Linked DNA regions of Ovis aries: all the other regions are linked to region 3. The links are chromatin contacts, called in public Hi-C maps. All regions are on one chromosome and are shown on one strand. Each heading gives the region's core, a stretch centred on a gene start, on an enhancer-like site or on the middle of the called end of the contact. The rest is flanking DNA. Distances are from core to core; before and after follow the strand shown. Region 1 holds the start of RFC2 (replication factor C subunit 2). Region 2 holds the start of LAT2 (linker for activation of T cells family member 2). Region 3 overlaps CLIP2 (CAP-Gly domain containing linker protein 2).

Region 1 (2,700 bases), core at 28-2,527, 79 kb before region 3:
GCTCCCCCGTCCCTGGCATTCTCCAGGCAAGAACACTGGAGTGGGTTGCCATTTCCTCCTCCAATGCATGAAAGTGAAAAGGGAAAGTGAAGTCGCTCAGTCCTGTCCGACTCTTAGCGACCCCATGGACCGCAGCCTACCAGGCTCCTCCGTCCATGGGATTTTCCAGGCAAGAGTACAGGAGTGGGTTGCCAGTGCCTTCTCCGGAAGTATCTTTAAGCGTCTAAAATAGGATTATGCCTGAAATTTACAAGGCAAACCACATATGTCATTTTACACTTTCTCGTAGCCACATTTAAAAAGGTAAAATTGGATGAGCTTAATTTTACTAACATAATTTAGAGAACCCAATATAGTCAAAGTATTATCATTTTCAACATGTAATCAAAATTACTAATGAGATTAAAAAAAAAAGAAGTCCTTGAAATCCAGTGTATACTGTACACTTACAATCCATCTCAGTTTGGACTAGCATCATCCCCATTGGCTGGGGGACTGCACGGCGCAGCGTATATATTCCAGTAAGTTATACTGTCCTTCATTTAGATATCTGTTCTCACTCAGAAATGGGGTGGGCTGGAGGGATGGGGGCGCGGTAGGGAGGAAACCATTACCACGCCCAGTGGAGAGAGTTGTGAGAGGTGCCCACAGGGAGCGGGACACCAGCAGAGAGCCTGCCCCACACCTGGGCCAGTGGCGGGTGACTCCCCACGTCACCATTTCCTCCCAACTCCCCAAGATGCTGCTATTTAAAGTGAGCAAGCCACGGAGAACAGGCCGGTGCCTTCTGCAATACTATCCCCGATTCCGAACCTGCGTCCGACACTTTCCGCTCAGCGATCATCAGAGTCCCAGCTGGCAGAGCGCCTGTGCAAGAGTGGGTGGTGGCAAGGGGTAGCTGTTATCGGTGAGTACTGTGGTCATCAAAACGTCGCTTCCAGAGTCCACACTGGCCACTCTACACCCCAGATGGGCTCAGCGACCCACATTTCTTGCCGCCTTCAAATAATAACCCACTGGACACCATCCCGGGACCTCCTGCGCTGCTCAGGTGAATGAACTCCCGCCCCTGCGTCACCCTGGGACACACGGCCCGCCGCTCGCCCACCCACACGTCCAGGGGCCCCATCGTGAATGGCCTGGGTCCTCACCACGGCAGCTCGTAGTGGCCGGCGCTGCCGGGGGCCTTGCTGGGGCCTGGAGCAGCGTCCTGGGCCCCGCACTCGGCAGTGCCACCACGACTCTCCTGCGACTCCATTCTCGCGCCGCCTTTTCCCGCCACCGGAGGCCCCGGCCCGTGACGCCATCACGCAGGCCCCGCCCCTATTTCCAAAGGACGCTGGGCGCGAGCGGAAGCCGTAGGATCGCCCCCTCTCCGCGCCTGCGCAGAGGGCACTGCCCGGGCTGGGCACCCGTTGCTATTGGCCGCAGTTGCTATGGGAGACCTGGCGTCCGGCCTCCTGAGTAAGAGGAAGGCGAGACCCAACTGTGCGGCTTTTCGAGATCGCTGGTCGCTCCGGGAAGGGACGTTGGTTGGTTTTCGTCTTTGTCTGGGAGGCCCTCTCCGCGCGGCGCGTCGGGAAGCGCTGTGCTGCGATGGGGCCTCGCGCCGGGCAGGCCTGGAGAGGTAGGAGCGTCCTGCCTGGTGCGGGTAGGAGCCGGGGCCTCTGGACCTTCCGGCCAAACTCAGGACCCGGCAGCGAACACGCACGGAGGCTGACGTCCTGCGGCCTTGGAAGGGGGAAGGCCGGAGCTGGGACGTGCCCTTGGCCAGTTTTCCCGATTGCCCAGAATTCTCCTAGCGGAACACCAGCTTCCATCGGGTGGGCTCCTGCACTCTGGAACTTGTTTACTATCAGGAAATGCTCACAATGCTACTACATGGGACGTACTCTCATTTTGCCGGGAAGAAACTGTCCCTCTGTAAAATGTGACTCAATTTCATTCTAGAAAAATAGGTACTGCATATTCACAAATGCTTTGAGCATTCTTTTGGGCTGGTTTTCAACCTGTTGAACTAATCTTTCCTCCCATAGCCTAATTGTCATAATAATGACAAATAATAAAAATAACGAGTAGTGACTGTTTACTGTCCTCTATTATGCATTATATTTACTGTCCTCTATTATGTACTAGTCCCAAAGTGGATACTCATAGTATCCTCGTTTTACAAGAAACAGGCTTGAGAATGATTAATTTGTCCGGTATCATGGGGTTGTACGTGGTGGAGCCAACCCACCATGTTGCCAAAAGAGTTTGTATAAAATTCTGTTTTATTGCACTTAACCATATTGCATCATAGTTTCAGGATAAAAATCCAGCTTTAATGTCTGAACTGGAGAATTCCCTGGCGGTCCAGTCTGGTTAGGATTTTGTGCTTTCAGTGCTGAGGGCCCAGGTTCAATCCCTGACTGGGGAACTTTGATTCCTCAAGACCGCCACTTGGCCAAAAAAAAAAAGTCTGAATTGAAGAAAAGGACTGGACCTTGTTTATCTCTATCCCTGTTGCTTAGCACAAGACTCTGTAAGTGTTCAGTATGAGTATCTTTAATGAACAGTAAGGATCCATGTTTCCACAACAGCTTCGGTCAGTTGTGAGGAACTGGGTTGCTTTATTCAGAGAGCTGATTAAAGCCTCATGGTTGTTTTCTTTCATCATAAGTTAAAATCTGTATACATTACAGAGAGATGACTTTATCT
Region 2 (2,700 bases), core at 68-2,567, 110 kb before region 3:
AGGGGTGAGGACAACCAGCACTCGGGGCCCACGAGGTAGCCCAGGTCCCCACGCCACCCTTCTCCCCCACAGGGTGGCAGCAGTGAGCACCCAGCCCTGGCGGTTTTGGTCTTCCCACTGGGCCTCATTCCTAGCCTCACCTGGCAGGGCTGGACTGGGACCAGAAGAGAAACCCCGTCCCAGCAGAGAGGGGCCCAGAGCTGGGGAGCTCAGGCTCTGAGATGCCAGACAGATGGGGGGTTGAGGTGCGACCCCTGAGGGCTTCCCTGGGGCCCCTAGCAAGTGGGGTAAGAGTCCAGCGGCCTTGGGCACGTTGTTCAGTGACCACTCACAGGAGGTGCTGGGGGACCCAGCCACCTGTCCAGCACCTCCTCACCTCTACGGCCGGATGCTGGGGCAGCAAGTGGAGAGAGTGGCTGGCTCTGCACCTCTATGAGCCTCATCTGGAAAATGGGAGTAAGGGGGCCCCTGGGTCTGGAGGAGCGGCCATGCGTGTCCTTCCTTCTGCCCTTCACCTGGGGCTCCCTTCCTCTGGTGCCGGTGTCTGTCCACTCCGTCCATCTGTCTTTGCCTCTAGCCGTTCGTTACGTCTGCCCTGGCATGTGTCTCTGTGTGTTTGTGTGTCTGTGTTTCTCTTTCTCATTCTTTAGCACGTGTATCTCTTTCTTTGTGTGTGTGTGTGTGTGTGTCTCTCTCTGGTTTTCTTTGTGTGTGTGTGTTTTGGTGTGGGCGTGTATTTCTGTGTGTGTGTGTGTGTCTAGTGTGTCCGTGTCTCACTCTCTGGCTGCCTGTGTGTGTCTGTGTTTCTCATTCTTTAGCACGTGTATCTCTTTCTTTGTGTGTGTGTGTCTCTCTCTGGTTTTCTTTGTGTGTGTGTGTTTTGGTGTGGGCGTGTATTTCTGTGTGTGTGTGTGTCTAGTGTGTCCGTGTCTTACTCTCTGGCTGCCTGTGTGTGTCTGTGTTTCTTTCTCATTCTTTAGCACGTGTATCTCTTTCTTTGTGTGTGTGTGTGTGTCTCTCTCTCTCTGGTTTTCTTTGTGTGTGTGTGTTTTGGTGTGGGCGTGTATTTCTGTGTGTGTGTGTGTGTCTAGTGTGTCCGTGTCTCACTCTCTGGCTGCCTGTGTGTGTCTGTGCAAGCACCCCCATTTCATTCTTCACTGCCTTTCTCCTGTCTCTCTGTGTGTCTCTTCCTCCCTGAGATGGGGTTTCACGTGTGTGTATTCAGCGAGCATGTTGCGTGCGTTTGTGTTTCCACGTCTCTCTCTGTCTCTGGGTATCCCCGCCTCCGTCTATTGCAAGCAGGGCCTGTCCGGCAGAGCAGCGGATGTGTGAAGGCTGATTCAGTGGCTGACAGGAAGCCCGCCGCCCTGCCTGCTGCCCGCCAGTGTCTGTGGCGTTGGCATCGGCTCGTGCAGGTGTGCGTGCTCAGGATGAGGTGGCCACGGTGAGGAGGCCCCCCGCTTCAGGTAAGCCTTTCCCAGGGGTACCTGGAGCCTGGGCCTGAGGCCAGGGTCCTGAGGCTGCCCCCCGACACCCCAGGGGGATGGGAGAGGCCCTGTTGTCCTGGCAGGAGCATCTGGTTGCCCGTTGGGTGGGCCGGGAAGAAACCAGGACGCCCCACACCTCCTGTCCTGGTGCCCCCCGGCTAGGGGCCCCTTGCCCCAGCCCCTGCAGCACCCCAGGGGCAGTTGTTTCTGGGGCTCCGGCCCCTCTCCTGCCCTCGCCTTCCCCGGCCCAGCCTGCACAGCCCTGGGAAGCACCCAGGGTGGTCCCATCACTTCCAGAGACTGCTGAGGGGCCAGGACAGGGATCCCGGGGTGGGGGGGGCTCAGGAGCTTTGGTTTCTTCATCTGTAAAATGGGACTGTAACGACCCTGCTGCGGAGCTACGGGATGATGGGAGAGGCGCTCCAGGCGAGGAGGCCGAGGTCCTGCCCCAGGCCCGGAGGAAGAGCTGCCCCGGCCGCCCCCCCCCCAGCCCCCAGCCTGGCCACCAGGTGCCTGCCTTGGGGGCTGTTGAGAAGATACAGGCCCTGGGGTGCTCCCAGGGCTCTGCTCTGTCAATGGGAGGCCATGGCCTTCCCCTTCCCCTTCCCCTTCCCCTGCCCAGAACAGGAGCTTCCCTGGGGCCCTGCACCAGGCGCCTGAGCATCAGCCACCTCCATTAGAGACCTCTGGTGAGCCTCATCTGAAGGCCAAGGTTCTTTGGGGAAACAGAGCAAAGCCCAGCCGATAAAGCCTTCCAAGGGCTGGGATGGGAACCTCTTGACTCCATCCCTACCCCGCAGCCTGCCCTTTGGCCCCGGCAGGCCTCAGTTACCCCATCCACAGCAAGAGGAGGGCTGGGGGGCTGGGCAAGAGGGACGCCAAGGGCCTTTGGGGGCGGGAGGCTGGGTGCTGGGGCCGCTCAGCCCAACCCTGAGAGCTCTTCCGCCGTGGGCTTGTTGCAAACCTTGTTCATCTGAAAACTGCCCACTTCCCTTTCTGCTATTTTGGCCTGCAGGCCTGGGGCTGCGGTGGCCTCCTCTCCCCTCCCCACTCCACCCCGGGCGGCCTGGCCCCCGGGGGCCCTCCTGGCGCTGCGGGGGCCCAGCCCCTCTCCTTTCCCCCGCTGCCACCCCACCTGTTCTCAGACCTGGGTGGGAAAACAAGCAGAGAAGACAAGTTGAGTCCGTCTTGGTCTCGGGGAAGAGGCAGTCCT
Region 3 (2,700 bases), core at 43-2,542:
ACACTCCCTCTTCAATCCCACCCACCCTTTCTGAGCTGAGGGATGGAGGACATTCACTCAATTAATAAAGCACCTAAGGACCCCTGCCACCCAAGAGAGACACCAGCCCTCCTCACCAAACCGCCTGGAGTCTGCAGGGCTCACTAGGCCTGCTCACAGTTGGGTGGGTAGGAATGCCTTTCTGCCATGACCCTCCCTGCCCCCTGGGAGGTGACAGAAAATGTGGACTCCCGGAGCCCTCAGATGAGGCAGAGGGCAGTCAGCTCAGTCCCTCTCCACATTCCAGTCCTGACCCTAACTGGTCTTGGGCAGCCGTTTCCTCTCCCCAGACCTCCATTTGCTCCTGTTAAATGAGGAGGTTGAACCAGGTCACTGATTTCCCAGCTTAAGAATTCGTCACCCAGTAGGTGTGTTCAGACCCAGAACTCTGGACCCAAGTGGCCGTACAGTAGGTCTGGGTGGGATCCAAGGGTTTGCATTTCTAATGAGTTGCCAGGTGATGCTGACCTGGGAACCACACTTTGGGAATCACTGCAATGGATCTTTTCTGAGCTCCGACGTGAAACTACGGTTTCTGATTTTGTGAAAGAGCTGTGTTAAAACCCCTCTGACTTCCAGCATTCAGCAAAATTGTACAAATGGCTGTTCTATCCCTGAATGACCCTGGCTGGGGAGGGATGTGTGTGATCTAGAGTCACTGATGGCTGCCCCTGTTGGGATGGGTTTTGCTGCCTGAGCTTAAAGAATGGCTACTGGGGCACAACCTGGTGTAGGAACCCCAGCCTGGCATCCGGTGTTCCAATATAAGTTTGTCACTTAGCCAAGGGGCCAGTTATGTGGTTGACATTTGGCAAGCTCTTCTGTGGGGTGGCTGCCCTCCCAAAGGGACTGGGGGTGGAGGTCGCTCCCGGGAAAAGCACCTGTGATTGCAAAGACATCTGGTAACTGCTAACTTCAGTCATCACGGGGGTGGGGGGTGAGTGGGCGGGTTACTAAAAGGCTGCAGGGAAATCTCACAGCACCGAGGGCAGACAGTTCAGAGAACTGGAAGGAGGAGCAGCATCAGAAACGGAGTCTCTTCCCCCCTCACTCGCCTCCCTCTTCTCGTGACTCCTGGTCAGTCTGTCTGTCTCTCACTGTGTCTGCAGATCTCTTGACACATCTCCCTTCTGCCCTGACATCCACCTGCCCGCCCCGCCTAGGCTCCAGCACTTACTGCCTCCCAGCTGTCCTCTTGAGAGAATCTGATTGGTCCAAGGCTAGCCAATGGGCTGTCTTGCTTTGGATCGGGTGCCCACCCCAGACCCAATCAGCCCTGGCTGAGAGAGGAGGGGGGGTGGGGCAAACGGTGACGGACAGTTAGTTCAGTCCAAGGGCAGTGGAGTCCCATTGCTGCTGTTTCTGTTGTGACCATATTCGTGGCAACCGGAAGGCACATGGAGCCAAGTCCCTCTCATCCCCACCCATATGAAAGTCAAAAATAAGCCCCCAGAACACCTCCTTGAGCTCCTCCTAGGACCCCTCCAGCTACGTGACCCCATTTCTCTGCTTGTCCTCCCTCCCCCGACTATGCGAGATGTCCCATGACTACCTCTCACCGCCTTTCTGACCTTGACTGTCGGCCTGTCCAGGGGCTCAGTCTGTGGCTTCACTCGCTGAGAGCGTCCAGTCTGTGGCATTAAATGCCCTTTATAAGCCCACGATTTCCTTGGTCCTCCCCCAAACTCCGCACCAGCACACCCACAGGACATCTCCACCAGGAGGAGCAAGTGATAGGTATTTCTAGTACTTTCTGGGGCTGCAGAAGGAAAAACTCACAATTCAGCAGCAGCTCCAGACAACACACATCGATGCTCTCACAGTGCTGGAGGTCAGAAGTCTGAAGTCGAGGTATGGGCAGGGTCAATTCCATGCCTCTCTCTCAACTCTGGTAGGATTGCTGGCAGCCGCTTGTGTTCCTCGGCTTGTCGTGGCATCCCTGCCTCCGTGGTCACCTGACCTTCCTCCCTGTGTGTCCCTGTGTCTCTTCACATGACCTTAAAAGGAAGTTATCAGGCCCACCTTAATCCAGGATGACTTCATCATAACTGTTTACATGTGCAAAGACAAGGTCACCTTCTGAGGTTCTGAAGTAGACAGGAAATTTGGGGACTTCTCATCCAGGGGGCTTGTGTTATTGTTCTGTTGATTAAATAGCATCTCGCTGTTATTTTTCATTGGCTTGGGAACACCCACTGAAATGGGAAGGGACGGAACTCAGAATCAGCTGTTTGTTGGGAACTGGCTGTGCAGCTTGAGGCCTGGAGGGAGATGAAAAGGGGCGACGACCTTCAGGAGCCCCTTGTGCAGTTGGGGTAACTCCCTGCCGGCTCCCCGCCATTGATTGATAACACCAGCCCTCTGTTACATGAAGGGCGTCCCAAGGCAGAGACTTTGTGCTTTGGAGTAGGATAGACACTGTGCATTCAAGGAGAAGAGGAAAAAACGGTAGGTCAAGGGCTCAGGCCAGGCTTCACCTAGCTTCCAGGATTTGGATGGGGGCAGGGACACAGGGAGTCCCCACTGCTGGAGCCTCCATCACTGCTCCGTGTTGTTGCCAAAAGTCCGTGTCTCCCCTCTGTGGAGTCAGGCTTGGTTTGGGGAAGGGCCCCGGTTCTGAAATCCAGACATCTGAGTTCTAGGCTTCAGGCTGTCCCAGGT

What was found. Hi-C and Micro-C count contacts between places; a contact is called where the count stands out from the background.
Region 1: a contact with region 3 is called in a Hi-C map of hypothalamus, with 2.5 times the contacts expected there. The contact joins the promoter of RFC2 here to the enhancer-like site in region 3. A contact is called at or near these places in 2 of 16 Hi-C or Micro-C datasets (hypothalamus and mesenteric adipose tissue).
Region 2: a contact with region 3 is called in a Hi-C map of liver, with 3 times the contacts expected there. The contact joins the promoter of LAT2 here to the enhancer-like site in region 3. A contact is called at or near these places in 7 of 16 Hi-C or Micro-C datasets (blood, hypothalamus, liver and 3 more).

The regions. Positions count from the first base shown.
Region 1 is chr24:33,616,496-33,619,195 of ARS-UI_Ramb_v3.0, reverse strand. It overlaps RFC2 (replication factor C subunit 2), which reads right to left and starts at 1,277. Exons shown (of 10, transcript XM_060405610.1): 1 at 1,152-1,277. The coding sequence starts at 1,258.
Region 2 is chr24:33,647,072-33,649,771 of ARS-UI_Ramb_v3.0, reverse strand. It overlaps LAT2 (linker for activation of T cells family member 2), which reads left to right and starts at 1,317. Exons shown (of 14, transcript XR_006057964.2): 1 at 1,317-1,466.
Region 3 is chr24:33,537,308-33,540,007 of ARS-UI_Ramb_v3.0, reverse strand. The region is part of intron 8 of CLIP2 (CAP-Gly domain containing linker protein 2); the gene reads left to right. Among named protein-coding and RNA genes, the nearest start is that of CLIP2, 52 kb to the left of the region's middle. Within about 2 kb of position 1,292, at least 16 of the 54 cell types and tissues checked have an H3K27ac peak or open chromatin away from gene starts, as enhancers often do. A contact at or near this core is called in hypothalamus and liver, where this site is marked.